Regions from separate parts of the Mus musculus genome. Here all the other regions are linked to region 4. A link is a contact called in public HiChIP or PLAC-seq, Micro-C and promoter capture Hi-C data. All regions are on one chromosome and are shown on one strand. The core of a region is the stretch at or near the end of the contact, and the rest is flanking DNA. Distances in the headings are between cores, read along the strand shown.

Region 1 (4,827 bases), core at 1,830-4,329, 360 kb before region 4:
TTGTTTTTTTGTATTTTGGGGTTTTTTTTTTTAATAAAAACGAAGGAGCCAGGGGACTCCTGAAAAGTCCCTAAGACTAAGAGAAAACCTCCTAAAGAACATCAGTTTATCTTGACAGAAAAAAAAAAAAAGAAAAGAAAATAGGGGCTGGAGAGCTGGCTCCGTGTTTAAGAGCATTGGCTACTCTTCCAGAGGTCCTGAGTTCAAATCCCAGGAACCACATGGTGGCTCATGAGCATCTATACTGAGATCACATACATATATATACATACATCTTTTATAAAAAGAAAAACTTACTGTGAGACTACCACCTATATGGTTGTAAACACACCCAGCATGAACACATAACTGAAAATAAAAGAACTGAGAGAAATATTTTAAGACCAAAAACCCCTCCCCCAACTTATCAAGGACCCCCTCTCAGCTGTGTCCTCTCCCTAGAAACATGTCACAGTCTCCTTGCACTGTATCTCTACAGATTCATTTTTGTGACTGGGAAAATCCCCTTCAACACCCATGTCACCAATCCTCTCTAGGGCATGTCACACCAAGAGTGATTGTCTCAATTTACACATGGATAAAAAGGTAAGTCTCCTTTTACAGACACTATTTAGTAATTGGGAGAATTTTTTTCTGTGTTTCAGTCAGCTCTTTCTTTAATACATAGTTGTCTTATTTGTTTACTTTTGGTGTGTGCTGCTGCTGTTAGCCATATTTCTTTTTTTTTTAAAGATTTATTATTATATGTAAATACACTGTATCTGTCTTCAGACACCCCACAAGAGGGCGTCAGATCTCATTATAGATGGTTGGTTGTGAGCCACCATGTGGTTTCTGGGATTTGAACTCAGGACCTTCGGAAGAGCAGTCAGTGCTCTTAACCACTGAGCCATCTCTCCAGACCCTGTTGGCCATATTTCTATCAGAATATTGTTTCTTTGCCTTGTTGACTTACATGATGTCTGTCACTAGGGTTTCCCCCTTAACTCTGTCATGTGTTGTCTTCCTTTAGTGGTATTGGCCACAGTGTTAAATTTTAACCTTTTTCTTTTTTGGTTTTTTTTGGTTTTTTTTTGGGGGGGAGAGGGTGGTTTGTTTGTTTGGTTGGTTGGTTGGTTGGTTTTTGGTTTTTCGAGACAGGGTTTCTCTGTATAGCCCTGGCTGTCCTGGAACTCACTTTGTAGACCAGGCCGGCCTCGAACTCAGAAATCTGCCTGCCTCTGCCTCCCAAGTGCTGGGAATAAAGGCGTGCGCCACCACACCCGGCTAACCTTTTTCTTATTTTTGTCCATTTTATCGTGGTTGCAAACGTCCTTTCCTACACTGAGATCATGATCACATTAATTCAGTTTTTCTTCTGGGTCTTTTGTGGATCTGTGCTTTATCACACATTTGATCCACGTAGAGGGTCTCCGCATAGGAGGTCATTTGAGCAGTTTCTTTATCCAAGTAGTGAGACTGTCATAACTAATGTCACTGTCTGAATTATCATTCCTTCCCCTAGTGATGTAAGGTACCAGGGATGGAGATGTCTGTAACAAGCATTTAAATACGCACTGGCAGAACTCACCCCTAGCCCTCACTCGGCACCCTCCCCCCTTCCTGATGCAAGTGTTAAGATGCAGGTGGTGGCTGAGGACTATGCCCCATTTAAGATCTTGGCAAGAACCATGTGTCTAGGGACTCTGATCTTTCAACCCCAATCGTAACCACTCTATCAAATGGATCTGGGCCAGTAAGATGGTGTGTAGGTAATAGTGCCTGCTGCCAAGTCTGATGACCTGAGTTCGATTCCCTGTAGGAAAGGGTGAGCCCACTCATACTAATGATTCTCTGACCTCCACAGGCACAGCAAGACACCCCTCACATCCACACACTAAACAAAATGGGATCTTTTTTTCCCAAAAAATACGTGTACCCAAGTCCTCAAGGCTGTTAAGAGAATCTTTGCAGATTTATGAAGGAAACATGAGTTCTTGTCTCCCCTGATGGCCCCCTTTTCCTACCGATGCTTTGTCAACTAAAACTTGTCCTAATCCCACATCTGGTCTCACAGAACAGAGATGTCCTGTGAAGTCAAATATTTCATCCAGTCTGACACATGTAATTCTGGGAAAGGAACAAGGGCACTGCAAGAGGAACATTTCTTATGGTCTCTTTCATTCAATAGGATAGCTAAATCTACCAAGGGAAGACTCTGGGGGAGGCTCACTACGAAAGAAGTCAAGTCAGGGCTCCAGGGTGAGACTAATGTCCTTTAGAAAAGCTATTAGAGGCAGGCAGTGGTGGTGCACGCCTTTAATCCCAGCACTTGGGAGGCAGAGGCAGGCGGATTTCTGAGTTCGAGGCCAGCCTGGTCTACAGAGTGAGTTCCAGGATGGCCAGGGCTATATAGAGAAACCCTGTCTCGAAAAACCAAAAAAAAAAAAAAAAAAAAAAAAAGGCTATTAGAAATGCATATAAATAAATGCAGTCGATGGACGTTTAAGGCATCTTAAAAGAGATTTTATTGAATGGATGCTCAATTTCATCCACGCCCCTCTCAGGACCAAAAGGGCTACTCTCCCATCTCTAATAACTAATTTTAGAGTGTTCAAATCTCAACCCTTGTGTCATTAACTTCTTCAGTTAGGAAGACAATGTTAGTGTCCACTCAGGGAATACTGTTCCCTCGAGTTCCCTTGGCTCAGAAAGTCTCCCGGGCCCCGCGTAGGTGCCCTATGGGGTCCTGGAGCCGTCGGACCTGGGCTCCCCACAAGTGAGCGCCCTGGGTCGTACAACTAGTCGGGGTAGTACCTAAACTCCGAAGTCCTGCAGTGCCTCGTCCATCTTTTGGGTGAAAAAAAACTTATTACACGGACCAGAGAGTATTCCTGATTCTTTGTCCGAAATACTTGGTCCCGGCTCCTATAGGGAACCCTGAGTCTTCTGCAGTTTTAACGTCATAAGCATTCCCAAGCTTCAACCACCGCTCCTCCACAGGACGGCGCTCCCCAACAACCAGAAGCAGCCACCGCGTTTCTGCCGCAGCTCGGTCGCGGCGCTTCCCACAGTGCCTCGGGGCGCGCGCGGGCTCCTGGGAGTTGTGGTCCGGCGACGCGCAGCGTTGCAGCGGCTGCTACGGGCTCGGCGCCGGCTTTGTCTGTCTGCGGGCGCGCGCCGCTGCGGTGAGTGTTGCTGAGGCCGGGGCTGTGCGCCCGAGAGAGGGGGCTGTGTCTTGAGCCTGCTGCTCCGGCCAGGGCGCGTGAGCAGGCCAGGCTGGCCGTCCGGGCCAAAATCGCCAACCGCAGACAAGGGTGCGCTGGTCGGAGAGCGGGTGGGCCGCGGTGTGCTGCGGAAGGGTCCTGCTGCAATGTCGGGGTCCCTGGGAGGCTGGGGCCCCGCGAGCGTGGGAGGGGCCACAGGAAGGTCCAGCTAGGCCAGGAGAGCAGAGTTCACGCCTAGGGAGAGAGCCTAGCAGGGAGTGGCGTCCAGCGTGGGGGGAATTCATCCTCACCCAAAGCTCCTAATCGCACGTTAAATTGCCTCATTAGATTTTTCCCAAACCCTACAGATCACCCTGTCTGTCCTCCAGCCCTCTCTCCTGAAAAAGCACCATTTTAGGTCTTGGATTTGTAGGGCGTGTCTCAAATGTAAGAGATCCCTCACTTTCTGGTCCTCAGTTCTTCCGAGAGCTAGCTAATTGAGATAGTGTTAACTTGTTTACTAAGAGAAGAAACTGGAGTCGGGGCTGTTAGGTTGTTCTGCTACAGGGCATACACCGAGGGAAACAAGGCAAAAAATTCAAGTCTCTCGGGGCCTAATTCTGAGCTGTGGTAACATTTCTGATAGGAAAAGCAGCGTTTTGTGTTACGAAATCACTCTCTTTCAATATCTTCAAGAATTTGATTGCTCTGACTTGAACAGGTTCTTCCTTGACAATTTCCTGTTGTCAGTTGTCCTGCTATTAATCAGGGAGTCTGGAGACACAGCTGAGGCATGTTGGCTACTTCTTAGCAGGTAGAGGAGTTCAGGTATCTACCGTGTTCACTCATTTTGACTTAACCATGTTCTCTAGACACTCCAGAGACAAAAAAGTCCAGCCCCAGGGAGTAGCTACCATGTGCTTTTCTTTGTGAATCACAGGGGAGTTTTGTTGGCTTTATTTTTAATCAATAATATCTCTAAGTGAATGCATTTGCAGCATGACAGGGGACCCCTTTATAGCTTGTGTTCCAAGTTGGAAGTGAATCCTTCAAAGATTTCTTGACATCAGGCTATATAACTGAATGGATAGAAGGGTTAGCTATTTGGTTAATAAAATAGAAAATCGTACCATCAGATTGCTAATTCATTAAGCTAGGAATCCAGCATTTTGACCAGACATACTGAAACAAAGATTATACTGTACCACTATGTAAACAAAGTGTACAGATTCAGGAATTTGATCCTTAAATAAGCATTCCATGGGGGGTGGGGGGAGGGAGTGGTGGTTTGGGTTAAGAGCCTACTAAGAATTACCAGAAGGTAACAAGACCTTCTTTGTTAGGTCCTTGTAACTTGAGGGGAGCTGAAAAGGAAAGCTGGAGCTATTTCTTCCTAACACCAGTCAGGAAGGCTGGTGTGCTGACTTCTTGCCTGGAAAGTAGAGAACCCCAATTTTTTATCAAGACCAAATGCAAGCAGAGCGGCCCTTACCTGGGGACTAACAGTACAGTAGGCACTCCTACTTCTCTGCTATCTGTTTCCCTCTGCCTCCTTGCTCCTAGATTCATTTCTGTTTGGTCAGTCCTGCTATCTTCCCCACCCCCACCCCAGCCCACCCTGCCCAAACATTTATTTATGATT
Region 2 (5,049 bases), core at 982-3,481, 260 kb before region 4:
TGCAGGCAGGTGGCAGGTGTCACTTGTGAGTATACAATGGTTGGTACTCACCAACTGGGTCACTGGCTTCCAAGGCCGGCAGACCTGGGTGAGACAAGCAGAGGTGGGTGTTTATCCCACTTGATGTCTAAAAACCCAGCTGTCTAGAGAGGTCTGTGAAGTGACCCTGATCCTAGGCCTACCAGATCCCAAGCAGGCCTTGGCTTTTTCAACGCATCCTGAGTTCTGAGTCCCATTCACAGCCCTTCATATATCGTGTCTGCTCTTCTCCTGCTCTGAACAGGATAGTTGATTCATTTTTAACCTTGTCTGAGAAGTGTTGGACAGAGCCAGGCTTTTTGCCTCTTAAAGAAAAAGCCTAAGCTGGGCAGTGGTGGCGCATGCCTTTAATCCCAGCACTTGGGAGGCAGAGGCAGGCGAATTTCTGAGTTCAAGGCCAGCCTGGTCTACAGAGTGAGTTCCAGGACAGCCAGGGCTACACAGAGAAACCCTGTCTCGAAAAACCAAAAATAAAAAAAACAATAAAAAAAAAAAAAAAACAAGCCTACTTTGATAGGCACGGTCCATTTTTCACAGTCAACTGACTCAGTAGCCATTAAGCAATTTTTCAGTGTTCTCATTCATCCTGTACTAGTGTTGCGTGCAACTGACAGTTTAAAGATAAACACACTTATTGGGCCGCAGTCCTACTCTGGGGAGAGGCTGTCTGGTCTCCACTACCTTGGTGGGCGGAGTGTATGGAGAACTCACCTGCTAGCAGCAGGAGAAAGGCACAGGTGATTTCCTCCATATCAGGACCCAGGGTGAGACTGCAGGCTGCTGGGTGAGATGCAGAGTAGAAGTGGTGGCTTGGGTCTGTGATCTGTGACCTGCCACAGCTCACCCCATTAGTAAGAGGCAGAACTGGTGTGAAAATTAGACATATGAATCCCACATAGGCAAGCGCTGACCTTAAGGAAACGATCGCTTTCCACTTCCCCATACAGATGGTACTAGTGATTACCCGGGTATGTGGATTGCTTAATTCTAGTTACGTGTTCAGAAACAGAACACCCTGGAGTGACCACGTAGGCTTTGCGATCATCTCTTTCACAGAAGGTAGGAATCCACGAAGATAAAACCAAATGCTCCAAGTGAGGTAGGTGTCTGTTCTACGAAGGAGCTAGGCTTTCCCAACCAGGTGTCCAGGCCCTGCCTCTTCCACTTGAAAAGATCTGGGCCTGGAGTAATCCGGTTGAGTCGTAGATTATCTCAGAATTCAACAACAGGGCTGGAGGGTGCAGTTCCAGCCTCCTCTTCTAGAGCCAGGAACTCTGCTCCAAGCAGCCCCAGATCTACTCAGAGCATAGGTACCTGCTAGAAAGGTCTGCTGGTGTGAGAGACATAGCCCCTTTCTCCTGTGAGTAGGTCCTACCCAGGGCCTCATTTACATTGCTTGTGACACCCCTTGTGCAGCTGAGTTTTAGAGAGAAAAAGCCCCAGCCTTTCTTTCTGTATAATGGTAGCTATAGGCTAGTGCCAAGGGTTCAGTTTTGAAGCCTCGGTTACTGTCTACTATACTTAGCTCTGATCTGCTAATGAGATCACAGATCCAGCACCTACTGGCTGGGCTCAGTCTTCTCACATCCACTTACCAGGTGTGTGACTTAGCAGGTAATATCTCTGTGTTTCAGTGTCCTGAAAATTATAACAACCTTGTAAATTATGCAGATGAAATTAAGGGAGCTATGTATGATATGTAAATCCTAAAATATAGACCTAGCCCTGAAAACCTGCTACAGTATATATAAACCACATGGGCTTTTTGCCTTAAGATGGAAAAATGGATTAAAAATCTCCTGGACATGGGAGTTTATAATCTACCAGTCTCTGAAGCTGGTTTTCTTTTGTCCTTCATCAGTTTCTCCTACCCCTTCACACAAAGCCACAGCTCCTGGATTGTCTCATTTTCATTTTACTTCTGCTTCTGTTAAAGGTTGGCCCTTACTTCCCCTAGTCCTGAACTCGCTGCTACACAGTCTTAAAATCAGAACTCTCAAGGCCGGGAGAGGCCATCTCTGTTCTCACAATCCCCAAATAGTTGTTCACTTCTCAGAGTCTTGGAGGCATCCCCTCCCCCTTCCTCAGATGGTCTTTCTGCCACCCCTTCTAAGGAGCACACTTAAGTCCCAGCAAACATCTACTCACCCGGGAGATGACTCGAGCCAGGGGAGTGGTGCAGAGAGGAAGTCTGAGGAGAGCCTAGGTGGGTTCTGCTCTTTAAACCCAGGGGCTCCGCCCTGGGCCACACACCAGCAGTCTGGAGGGAACTGGTCCTACCTCTTATGCTCCCGTAGGCAGCCCTCCCCACCTGCTCTTAAGGCCATAGCTCACTTACCACACCCAGGGTAGAGCCAGTGCTGGGTCCTGGCTCCTTCAAGCTAAGGAATGAGGGAGAGACGGGAAAACTGAGACTACTGGATTTCAGTCCATGCTCCAGAGGAAAAGGGGGCCTCCTCAGTCTACCTAGGTCTTACGAGAAAGCTCCAGGTTTGGAAGGATGGCTTGGAAGGTAAAAGTACTTGTTACCACAACTGACAAGCTGAATCTGAGCCCAGAAACCACAGGGTAGAACGAAAGCTGACTCAGAAGTTATCTCTGATCTCTCTCTCTCTCTCTCTCACACACACATACACACACACACACACACACACACACACACACACACACACTAAAGGCCGCAGGGGTTCAGCCTCCTGGCTTGTGCTGTGTGGAATACCTTGGAGACAGTGAAGTAGATAATAGAGACTGGCAGTCGCACTGTTTTTATTTGAACTCGGTGTTCAGAGAGACGGGGCTGGGTCTGACAGGGAACCATTGGTTCACTTTACCACCTTCTTGCTAAACCTAGACACCCTGTGACTTGAGGAACCTACTTCAGGTGGAATAGGACACTGTCCCAGTCCAGGTAGACTTTTGCCTGCCTCCCACAGAGGGAGGGACATTGCCAGGGACAGGATAGCCTGCTTTGTCCGATGCTGGCCCAAACCATCCTACCATGGACCTTTGGATGATCCTCGAATCTCTTCTCTTTCCCAAGTGAGGGAGACTTGTCCCTGTCTAGAGGTCACTGAAGAAGAGTTGAGGTTGTCTGTCTTAGATAGGTGGGAAAGGGCTGTGAAAGGATTCAACAGTTACTTTCTTTTTAATTTTGTAATTGTGATGTTCTGCCTGCCTTTGCCTCCTGAGTGCTGGGATTAAAGATGTGTAATCGTACCCAGCCCTCAACCAGTTTTCTTACACTACCCGGGACCACCTGGCCAGGGGTGATGTCACCCCGGGTGAGCTAGACCCTACCGAATTGACTATTAATCAAGAAAATGCCTTGCAGATTTGTCTAGAAGTCAATTTTTTTTTTAAGATAGGGTTTCTCTGTATAGCCCTGGCTGTCCTGGAACTCACTCTATAGATCAGGCTGGCCTTGAACTCAGAAATCTGCCTGCCTCTGCCTCCCAAGTGCTGGGATTAAAGAAGTGCGCCACCACTACCCGGCTTAGAAGTCAATTTTATGGTGGCATTTTCTCCATTTCTCCTCAGATATGGAGTCATTTTCTCAATTAAGATTCCCTTTTCCCAGATTTGTCTAGGTTTATGTCAATTTGACAAAAATCAATCGGCACACTTCTCTTAATTACTATATTTTTCAGTCACATCCATTTCCCCTCAAATTTCACTTTTTCTTAAAGCTGAGTAAAATTCCATTGTGTATGTGTCTCCCGTCTCCACTGTCCACTGATCAGCTGCTGGCCTTCCTGGTGGGTTCTATTTCCTAGCTATTGTGAATACAGCGGCAACCGGGCAACAAACATGTCTGTGCAGGTTTCTCTGTAAATATGGGCTGCTTTGGCAGTATTCTGAGGAACGATAGAACAGAACATATGGTAGGTTTATTTTCAGCTTTTGGAGAAAGCGCCACGGTGACTTTCATAATGGCTGCACTGAATTGCATTCCCCCACCCAGAATGAGTAACGTTTCCCTGTTTCCCACATCCTTGCCAATATTTGCTGTCATTTGTTTTGAAGATCTATTTTTGTGTACAAGTTTGATTGGTCTCCATGTACGTACGTGTGCACATGGGTGCTCATAGCAGTCAGAAGAGAGCATGAGGTCCCTTGGAACTGGAGCTACGGATGGTGTGAGCCACCACGTGGGGGCTGGGAACTGAACCCGGATCTTCTGCAAGAGCAGCACACTCCCTCCGACTGGGTAAGATGGAATCACTAAGTAGTCTTAATTTGCATTTCCCTGATGGCCAACCATGGTCCACTTTCTTCCTTCCTCTCTTCCTTCCTTTCTCCCTCCCTCTCCCTCCCCCCCTTTTTTGCTTGTTTTGAGGCAGGATCTCACTGTGTAGCTGAGGCTGTCCAGGAACTCAACTGTATAGACCAGGCTAGCCTGAAAATCACAGAGCTCCGCCTGCCTCTACTTGGATTAAATTCATGCACAAATAAACCTGGTGTTGGACACTTTTGAAAATCCTTATTAGCCATTTGTAGTTCTTCTTTTGAGAACTTTGTTCAGTTCCGTTGCTCATTTTTTTATTGGGTGTTAGTTTTCTTGATGTTTAGTTATTTTATTTTATTTTTTATATAGTCTAGATTTCCTGTGAGATTTATAGGTGCCTAAAATTTTCTCCTATTTAGTAGGCAGTTTCTTCATTTGACAAAATGTTTCCTTTGTTGCACAAAGGCTTTTTTATATTATGAGATTCCATTTGTTTACTATTGGCCTTCTTTCTGAGGAATCATGAGACTTCTATTCAGAAAGTCCTTACCTCTACCTACATCTTGAAGTGTACTCTCTACTCCTCTACTCCCCCCCCCCCCACACACACATACACACACACTGATTCAGAGCTTCAGGAATTGATTATTTTCAGATGTGGAGTACTTGAGTGTGTAATTCAGATAATTTCTGGGTCAGCGAGCTCAGGCTGTAAAGCAGTATTCCGTGAGTAAGATATTAGCTGTATATTATCACTACAGCTGTGATATTGTCTCTGCAAATTC
Region 3 (4,724 bases), core at 1,996-4,495, 260 kb after region 4:
GCCTCAGATATAATCTCTAAGGGAAAGAAGAAAAAGAGGAAGGGGGAAGAAGGTAGGAGGAGAAGGAGGATTGGTAGAGAAAAGGAAGGAGGAAAACAGGGAGATTCAGGGCTCCGTCTACATCTGCGCTCTCAGAACCGACGGTAAAGGGATGTTGCAGATTCAGAGGTGCAACCGAGCTTGAGAAGCTCCGAGATCAGATTTGTAAATATAAAAGGAAGGGATATATGAGAATAGCCATGCATATTCTAATTTAATAAGTAATTATTTAGTTTTATTTAAGTAGCTATTACAAAACTGAATAACGATGATAGAATGACCATGCATTCATATCTAGAATTGTTCCAGATTTTGCCAACTGACATAGTTACTTATAGAATACTTTTCATGCTCAGTGAGAATGTCTGGAGAGGATTAATGTCACCAGACCTACAGGACACAGAAAGGGTGAAGCAGGAAGGAGTAGACACTTCTGTATCTTTTGCATTAGCTTTTTTCATTGGCTCAGAATTTTAAAATTTTTATTAGAATATACTATTCTAAATGTTAGTATATTAGTAATTCAAAACCATTAAGAAAAAGAAAGAAGACACATGAGACCCACTGGTAAAACAAGGAATGGAGGGTCAAGGGTGAAAGAAATGTCTGGGGCAAAAAAAAAAAGACAAGTTCACATGGGCTGGTGAAAAATCAGTCAGGTGTGTGTGTGTGTGTGTGTGTGTGTGTGTGCGCGCGCAGGCTTGCGCATCTATATGTGTGCACATGTGTGTGTAGGCTTGTGCGTGTGTGTGCGCACCTGTGTAAGTGTACTTTTCGTTTTGTCTTATTTTCAATTTTTGGATTTTGTTGATGTTGACTCTTTTGATTTTTTGGCAGAGGAGAAGGAACATGAAGTTGGGTGTGGAGAATCTGGAAGGAGTTGAGGGAGGAAAGAATATGATAAAAATACATTGTATGAAAAGCAACTTATTTAAAAATAATAAAATAAATCTTTAAAACAGTCCACTGGCAAAACTACCAAATACTGCTGACAGTCAAGAAAGGCCATGACAGGAACATTTGCTGGCTGGCCTGGAAGGCAATTTGGTGGCCTTTTCTAGAACTGATTTGGGTGAATGGCAGTGAGGGGATATGGCCTTATTTTTCAGGTTGAATGTAAACAAGAAATGCATAAACATAAGCTGCCCACATGCAAATTGACCTAGACTTTAATGAGCTGGCTGAACATTTAGGACAGCTACGTTGAGAATACATAGGGCTGCAGATTCTGTCATCTCCTTTAGAGTCCGTTCCGGGAGAGCCAGAGCAGTCTACTCCAGCCTCGGTGTTAGGCTTGAACTAGTATCTGGTTTTAACAAGAAAGGATGATAGACAACAGATCACATTCACCTCCGTGCGACTACCAGAAAACACAGAGAAATTTTTGTCAGCCGATATTTCTGTGACTTTCAAAAGCTTCCACCCAATTCTGGCAACTGGCCCGATGCAAATTTTTACAGTGGCTGTAAACTTTTGCCTGATCTACTTTTTCACTGAAAAACAAAACAATCAACAAAATGGGAATAAATAAGCCAAAAAAACTCACCTGGGATTTGTTCATTTTCTGCTCTGAGTGGAGGAGGGAAAGCTGAGGGAGAAGGAAGAATGATGTCAGCAGAGACTTGGCCTGCCCTGCATGCAGCCACAAGCAAGGTGTTACTTCTTCAGGTGTGGCTCTAACATAAGTTGAGTTTAGATCCTTTGCACTGAATGAATGCAAACGCTTGTTTTCCCTTAGCACCCAACTTACAGGAGAATTAAAAACATGAGACAATCTTTTTAATTCAGCAAATGATAATCTAAAGGAGGAAAGGCTATGGGCTTGTCCGGACTGATGATCAAGGAAAATGAGGGAGTGCGGAGACAGCGGTGGGAATCAGGAGGTTTTGTTAAATCTAACACCATTAATCCCTTGAAGTCAGGTAAGTCAAGGAAATGAACGGGGCTTTTAAGGCAAGATAAAAATTTCAAAATGTATTTGCTTACATTCCAAGTTGCTTGCTTACAATTCTCAAAACGATCGCTTGATAAGAAACTTGCACCTCAAAGAGACAAAATATACAGCCATCTGCAGGCCCCGGTTGTGTCACTAAAAACCTGCAAGATGTTGAGATTCTCAGGACCCACCTACACTACTGTCCGATGGAAACATATGGCCATAATAGCAAGCGTGTCCCTACATGCCACCTTCACATGAGTCAAGAGTCTAAGGGACCGCCTCTCCACAGTTAACCAGGTAGGAGGGATGCATAAGATGTGGAGGTAGGGGCAGTGATAGCAATTCCGGACCTGTGAGCCTTTCACTCCCAATCGTTTTCCAAGAACTAGCATTCCATGTGCAGCCTGTATGCACCCATCTCTCTCAACTCCAGCTCACCTCTCTCCTTAAACTTGTCCCAGACTTTCGGCGAGCACACAGTCTTCCATGGTTTCAGGACACTGTCATTTTCACAAAACACATGAGCGAGAACCAAATTCAGAACTGGGATCCCGGGTGTGTGAGGGGGCAGGAGGTTTGGTGGCTAGCTAACCACTTTCCTCTTCCACTCCAAACACTGCGCCCTAGGGACCAGTCCAAAGGCCCCCTGCGAGGGTGGGCTCCCTAGTAGTAGCTTAAAAATAAAAAAAAAAAAGAAAAAGAAAAAAGAAAAGAAAAGAAAATTGCAGCAAGTATTCGTAATAGTCACACTGTGCACAAAAGGAAACCGAGTCTCGGGTAGGTTATTCTGTCCCAGTAATTCATTCACTCGGGACCTGGCTTACCCGCTCGCCCCCCACATCCCAGCATCTAGCCCCAGCAGCCAGAGAACGGATGCGTCACCGCGTCACGCTCGCGCCATGCGTGAGTCAACTCCTCAGGGTTCCGCCCAACCACCCCGCATCTTCCCCGCCTAGTGGGCAAAATGCGCAGGCGTAGCACGAGCTAGAGGCCCTAGATTAGCTCTGCAGAAGTGCGGGACTATCCGGATCCCGCAAGCCCGAGCCATGGAGTCCCAGCGCACCCCGGCGTTTCCCCATACAGCCCTCCACCCCGCTGGTCCCTGGTTGCTGCCAACAGCGACCAGGATGGCCCGAGCTCCCAGAACCCTCCGCCCTTGATGCTGTCTAAGGCTCACCCGCCGCTCCTGCAGTGCACCGTGCCGAAGGCCAGGAGTTGTTTCCCAGGAGGTACGCGAGGCCACGGATGGACCAGGAGCAGGACTGCAGTTTGCGCATGCGCAGAGGAAGGGGCGGTGCGCCCAACGGTGCTCGTAGTGGGGTCTCCACGTCCAGTGTTGGAAGAAGGACTGTTGCCTGGAAAACGGAGTCAGCTCCTGTCTCACTCTGTATTGTAAAATGATGCTGTTGAAGGCGTCTAGAAACCAGGGTTACTTTATGTAAGAAGTAAAGGTGTTTGCAGTGTAAACACGACCTTGTCAGACTCATTTCCCAGGATGGGACTTTCTGGTACACCGCGACAGTTTTCTGTATCTTTATTCTATCTAGCGCCAGCCTTCTGTCACTACCCTGGGGACTGGGGATCAAATTAATATATTTTCTACACTCAAAAAGAAGGAAAGATGTGTTAAAAATTATGTTGGAATGTCAACTGGTGTTGGAATAGTTCAGGACTTGGTCACTTTGCTGAGATTTCATAGGCGTGGCTTCCCTGTCCTAGCTACAAGACACAATCTCACATCAGACTTCCCTATCCTCTGGCTCTTAAAATCTCTACCAGGTCTTCTGCAGCATTGCTCGAGCCTTAGGTGGAGGAGTGTTATATCAGTTGGGCTGAGAACTCTTCCCTCAGTTGCTCACTGTATTTTGACAAGGTGTGTCCTTCGGTAATGGTCTCTAACTGCTGTAAAAAGAATGTCTTTGTTAAGGGATGAGAGCTACGCTTACCTGTGGGTATAATGATACGTATAGGGAATGTAGTTATGAATTGTGCTACTTTGGGACAGTGGCAGTGGTAGGGTTTCCTATAAGATTCATGATCTCACTAGCCTCGTGCTATAGGCCTCGCTTCTCTCCTGGCATCCCAAGATGAAGAATTGCAGACAATCAGCAACTACACACACACACACACACACACACACACACACACAGAGAGAGAGAGAGAGAGAGAGAGAGAGAGAGAGAGAGAGAGAGAGAGAGAGAATTAGTCTTCCCCAGGGGTGAGCCCCATGAGTTGTTGTCCAATACCAAGTGGTCAGTCAGTCCCCAAAGGCATACACCTGCAGGCAACACTGAGGGATGCAGAAGTTTCTATTTGTGTGTGTGTGTGTGTGTGTGTGTGTGTGTGTGTGTGTGTGTGTGTAAAAAGAGTGGTTAAAGAAAAAAGGCTGTGGAGAAAGGGGAGTTAGATATAGGGTAGAGGTAGAAGGGAGGACAGGGAAGGGGAAAATTATGTAATATTTTAACTAACTAATTAGTTTGTGAATGTGAAACAAATTTATATAAAATCCTGGAAAGTAGTCTAAACTAAAAGATCATCATCATGAATATTCTCTGGATAAAAGAGAGAGAAGCCACAACCCTAGTGCTGAATAGCATTAAAAGGATAGCTGCTTCTGCTGGGCCAGGCTGACCATCCCCAGAAAGATGTTGGTCTCTCGCTACATAGACAGTTCAAGGCCCACATGGGCTGCATGAACCTCAAATCTTAGGGGGAAAACAGATCAACATAGTGTTCACACATATTT
Region 4 (4,438 bases), core at 1,668-4,167:
CAATCCAAGAGGATGGGGGACAGGAGTCTTGACAAGTAGTTGGGAGTGGAGGGGGGCCAGGAGCCCCGGGACATGTAGGGGAGACCAAGATACTGTGATTCAGTCTCCTCATCCACTTAGTCAAGTTGTGTCTGTATGGAGCAGCAAAAAGTCCAGAAAATGTTAACAGAAGGAGGTTGTCAATCTCTACTTCCAGGACACTGGGCCCGACAGCGATGGGAAATGCGTGACACAGTTCTATGTCCATGTGGGGTGTTTGGAAGAGGGTGAGAAGGGAGCCAGGCCATTCTTATCCACAGGTCTCTTGAGCATGAGCTTGTGAGCAAGAGTGGGAGCATGGATGAGTAACTTGAAATCAGAGTATGGCGAGTCTCGTTAACAAGGCTCCCTTACTTCTACAGACCCACTCAAAACCCACTCAAAACCGTGGGCATCAGGCCCAGCCACTAGAGCACTGTATCCACAAGAGGGCACCGGAGGCCACGCTGTTCCCAATCCTTCTATTGAGGAACCGCACCCGAGCTCTCTAGTGGCAGTTTGGAGATCAGTGAATGTCACAACAGCTGCACCAGAGTCCAGGTTAGAGGGCTTCTCCAAAACCCCCATCACTTCTTCCTGGGTATGAGGCTGCTGTGGCCCTCTCTGGACCTCTATCGTGGATTCTTGGCCATCCAGAAGGGGGTGGGTTTAAAACCTCATAGTCCTGGATTCTATAAGCTGTCTGTGGCCACCTGATTCTGAGCCAGAGGTTTCACATAGAAATCTCCCTCTCTGCCTGCCACATGCCACAGGCCAGACCCTTGAGGTGGGTCCCTTACACGGCTGGGGACCTCACTAGATTCAGGGTTAGGTGGGTGGAGGGAAGTTGCTCAACACATGTCTTCCTGGTTTACTCCTGACTACATACCTGCACCTGTGAAGTTTAAACCCAATGACACAGAGCAGCTACACAATGTTAAGCTCTGTATTTTGCTACACAGCCTTGGAGCCTATGACCCTCTGCAGCACTGTGCCCCACAGCACCTTAGGACCCAGGAACAGACACTCCAATCTGCCCCCCCCCCCAGAACGATAAGGTCTTTATCTTTTCCCCTCTCCATACTTCTCTGCGGTACTTGGAAGGCCTGCAAATGCAGTCCTGGGCTGGTCTGTGAACCCAGTACACGACTCTGAGCTAGAGGCAAGATGAACAGTCTTGCCTATTTCCAAAGGTTGCAAACCTTTTGTAAGTAATGGGAGTGGGTGGCCTGGGCTCAATTCTGTTATCAGAGGGAAACTTGGTACAAATATTTTCCAGAGGGAACCAAGTTAGGGTAGATTGAAGGACAGTAAAATGTGCAGCCAACCGGGTCAATATCCTGTATCCTTGTGGTTCATTTGGTCAGGGTATAGGAGCGAGGGCAGTGACCAGCCTTTGAAAGGCCACACCTAATGAGGGGCGCCTATGTGTGCTGTCCATGATGCTGGCAGCCCATCACCACACTCCCGAGTGGCAGGGCCCAAAGCTCTGGGTAACTAAATGTCAGCCCTGGACCCTATTATGCCTCCAAAAGACACATTTTCATGTGCTCCAGCGGAATAGCATGTGACACAGGACTCCCAACTGTGGGGCAGAGCTCAGAGCTCTCGGCGAAGACACGCGGGGACGGGGGGGGGGCGGGGGGGGAGAGACCACAGGCTTTTAGGTTTTTAAAGATCAGGGCGGCAAAAACACACACAGGAAAAATAACCTTTACTAAAGATTGCCTCAGCGCCCTTCAGCCAGACGAATGGAGCTACAGCAAGTGCAGAATTGAAACGCGAAAAGAAAATCTGGGCGCTGCAGTCTCCAAGCGCTGGCTCAAGTCGTGGGCTTCCCAGGGCTGCCTACCCTGTCCGCTCGCAGCTGCTCCCCAAAGGCGACAAGATCTGTCCGCTTCGCTCGGGCACACGGCCGGCCGCGGCTGGAAAAGCGACCAGCTTGGGATGTTCAGCTGCGGCTTTGGCGGAGCAGTCTACTCTGCCCGGCTCGCAACTCGCACGGACCCAAGGCGAGCCGAGCCCCGCCCAGCCGGTGGCCCAAGCGCAGCAGCTAGCCGCAGCGACCCGGTTCCCAGACCCGGAGGCCCGCCAGCCGCGCAGCCGGCCGGTGACAGCCAATGTAAGCGCGCTTCTGCGCGCGTCAGCTTCCCGGCTCGGCGCGCAGCGCTAACTTCACCCCGGCCCCTACCGTCCCAGCCGCCCGTAGGACTCACCTTCTCCTAGCAGCGGCAGGAGCAAAATCAGCTTCAGCCCCAGCCCTGCGGCGCCGGACGTCGCTTTCGCCATCGCCCGTGCGCGCGAGGGCCGCGGTTGAGGAGCAGGCGGGTCTCGGCGGCGGTGGGGTGCGGCGCTCAGCCGGGCCTCCCCATGCCAGCCCGGGCGCAGCGGGCACTGCGGGCGCGTTGCGTCCGGGCGCGACTCCCAGCTGCGGACTCGGAGCCGCTCTCTGCTGTTGCTTGCACGGCTCCGGTTGCGGTACTGATGAGAGACCTGCGCTGCCTGCGCCCGGGGAGCGGACTGGGGCAGGGCAGGGCGCAGAGGGAGTGGCAGCGAGAGGGGCGGGACCAGGGGTGCGGGTGTGTGTGGAGGGGCGGGGCTCCAGGTACTGTGTGGGGCAAGGTGGGGCGGCACCCGACTGCTAGGGGAACCTCTATTTCCTCTCTAGATGAGCGCGGGTCGGAGCTGGGTGCGTGTGGGTTGTGGTGCGGGTGCTGGTCTACTAAAGGTAACCTGGATCCATGATCATTTGCCGGCATAGCCACTTTCTCACCCCGTGCGTCTCGCTTGCTGTTTCTGTTAGTCCTTTCCCGCCGCCCAGAAAGAGCAACACAGAAGATTCGGCGTCTGGGCCGACTGGTCACCTATACTCGCAGAGACCCAGAGTCTAGAATGATGTCCCTCCAGTCTCTGGACGCGAAGAGCATCCTCCGCCATTTATCAAGGGGGCGGGAGTGAGAAGCGCGTTTGGAGCCTGCAGCTTCTTCTGGGGTTAGAGGCGGGAAGAGGGGAGGAGCCCTGATCAAGAGAAAGAGGGACAGAGAGCCTGCTTCCAGTGTACAACATATCATGTGGTGAAGACGGTTGGGGGTCCTGTTGGGCTTGTTTGTGATTCCCAGGACCGGTACAACCAATAGGACCAAGACACTGGCTAATTGCACACCTTTCAAAGAGACCTGCTACCGTTGTCGTCTGGTGCAGTGCTGGGAATTGTATGCGCTTATCCCACCAAATAGAAGAGCTCTTAGGATGTGAACTGACTGATAGGGCAGCGGCTACAGGGGTGTTGGGAAGGATGAAAAGAGAAGTTTGCCAGAAGAATCGAACTCTCCCTTCCCCAAATTATGACTAAATATATTTACCCTTGATATGGGAGCCTCTAGGCAGGAAATAGAAGGTCGGATGCAGGCTCTAGATGCCTGTGAGGAAAACCCATCTCTCCCTACTCCCAGCTGCTTTTTGAAGCATGGCTTGCAACTAGTAATGGAAGGAAAGAAAAACAGACGCCTGTAGGACCTTGGAGTGAACAAACAGGTCCTGGAACCTGAGTCTGGGGAGGGGCTCAGCTGCTCCTCTCCTTCAGTATGCAGAGCCCCACCCTCCTGCCCGACTGAGCTCAGGGTTGAATAAGCAATCTCTGTACATCACTCTGCAGATATGAAGTCAAAGTGAAGTCACCCTCACAGGCAGGAGCAGAAGCTGCCAAGACATAGGCTGACTTGGGACCAGGCCAGCTGAGATCTTATTCAGAGCCTGCCTGCTGATCCGTGGGTATCCAGACCACCAGCCTTCTAACCTAGAAGAGGCACCTTGAGATCACTGGCCTTGGGTTTATGGGGATGGAATTAGTCACAAGGTGCTAATACACTGGATCCCTGGAGTTATCACTTGGGCCTGTGTCCAAGGAAGGGACCTGAACAGGAAGGTTCTCTCTCTCTCTCTCTCTCTCTCTCTCTCTCTTCCTTCCTTCCTTCCGTTCTCTCTTTCTCTCTCTCCCTCTCTTTCTTCCTTCCTCCCTTCCTCTCGCTCTCTCTCTTTCTCTCTTTCTCTCTTTCTCTCTTTCTTTTTTTCCCCCCTACAAACAGGTTCCTGTGGCTGTTTTCCAATAGAATGCAAAGAGAAAAGAGGTCTGGTCCACTCTTCCAACCAGCCTCACTCTCATACCTTCTTCACCGACACTGGGATGAACTCTGCCCATTTTAAGGACCCAGGCAAGAGTACACTCTTGTCTCTTCCTCAGGCCTTCACAGCCTTGAGTGTCCAGATAGCATGGTCGGGACATTTCCCTCTCCTCTGAAGATCTTGAGTGGACTTTTACTCGAGCCCCTAGACATGCATATGCATGCATGCATGCAACCATGTTCAGATACATGGACCCTACATACTTGAGTGCATAGCAAACCCTTCCCTGTGTACGCCC

The links. Hi-C and Micro-C count contacts between places; a contact is called where the count stands out from the background. HiChIP or PLAC-seq counts read pairs in DNA pulled down with a chosen protein or histone mark. Capture Hi-C pulls out chosen DNA fragments and counts their contacts.
Region 1: a Micro-C map of embryonic stem cells shows a contact between it and region 4, with 3 times the contacts expected there. The contact joins the promoter of Zfp637 here to the promoter of Ret in region 4. A contact is called at or near these places in 3 of 39 promoter capture datasets (the 3T3-L1 cell line and embryonic stem cells), 4 of 484 Hi-C or Micro-C datasets (differentiating embryonic stem cells and embryonic stem cells) and 1 of 9 other capture datasets (pancreatic islet).
Region 2: a contact with region 4 is called in a promoter capture Hi-C map of pancreatic islet. The contact joins the promoter of Fxyd4 here to the promoter of Ret in region 4. A contact is called at or near these places in 2 of 484 Hi-C or Micro-C datasets (the N1E-115 cell line and pancreatic cancer cells), 2 of 115 datasets of contacts at active chromatin or transcription factors (both in embryonic stem cells) and 1 of 9 other capture datasets (pancreatic islet).
Region 3: a contact with region 4 is called in an HNF4G HiChIP or PLAC-seq map of pancreatic cancer cells. The contact joins the promoter of Zfp248 here to the promoter of Ret in region 4. A contact is called at or near these places in 2 of 39 promoter capture datasets (embryonic stem cells and hippocampal neurons), 3 of 115 datasets of contacts at active chromatin or transcription factors (the 230-238 cell line, embryonic stem cells and pancreatic cancer cells) and 1 of 9 other capture datasets (liver).

What each region holds. Positions count from the first base shown.
Region 1 is chr6:117,838,102-117,842,928 of GRCm38.p6, forward strand. Zfp637 (zinc finger protein 637) reads left to right here and starts at 3,080. Exons shown (of 3, transcript NM_177684.3): 1 at 3,080-3,167.
Region 2 is chr6:117,935,104-117,940,152 of GRCm38.p6, forward strand. It overlaps Fxyd4 (FXYD domain-containing ion transport regulator 4), which reads right to left and starts at 2,232. Exons shown (of 9, transcript NM_033648.1): 1 at 2,188-2,232; 2 at 1,635-1,677; 3 at 751-819; 4 at 52-84. The coding sequence starts at 790.
Region 3 is chr6:118,452,261-118,456,984 of GRCm38.p6, forward strand. Zfp248 (zinc finger protein 248) reads right to left here and starts at 3,246. Exons shown (of 6, transcript NM_028335.2): 1 at 3,156-3,246; 2 at 2,417-2,651; 3 at 1,586-1,627. The coding sequence starts at 1,600.
Region 4 is chr6:118,194,827-118,199,264 of GRCm38.p6, forward strand. Ret (ret proto-oncogene) reads right to left here and starts at 2,918. Exons shown (of 19, transcript NM_001080780.1): 1 at 2,235-2,918. The coding sequence starts at 2,307.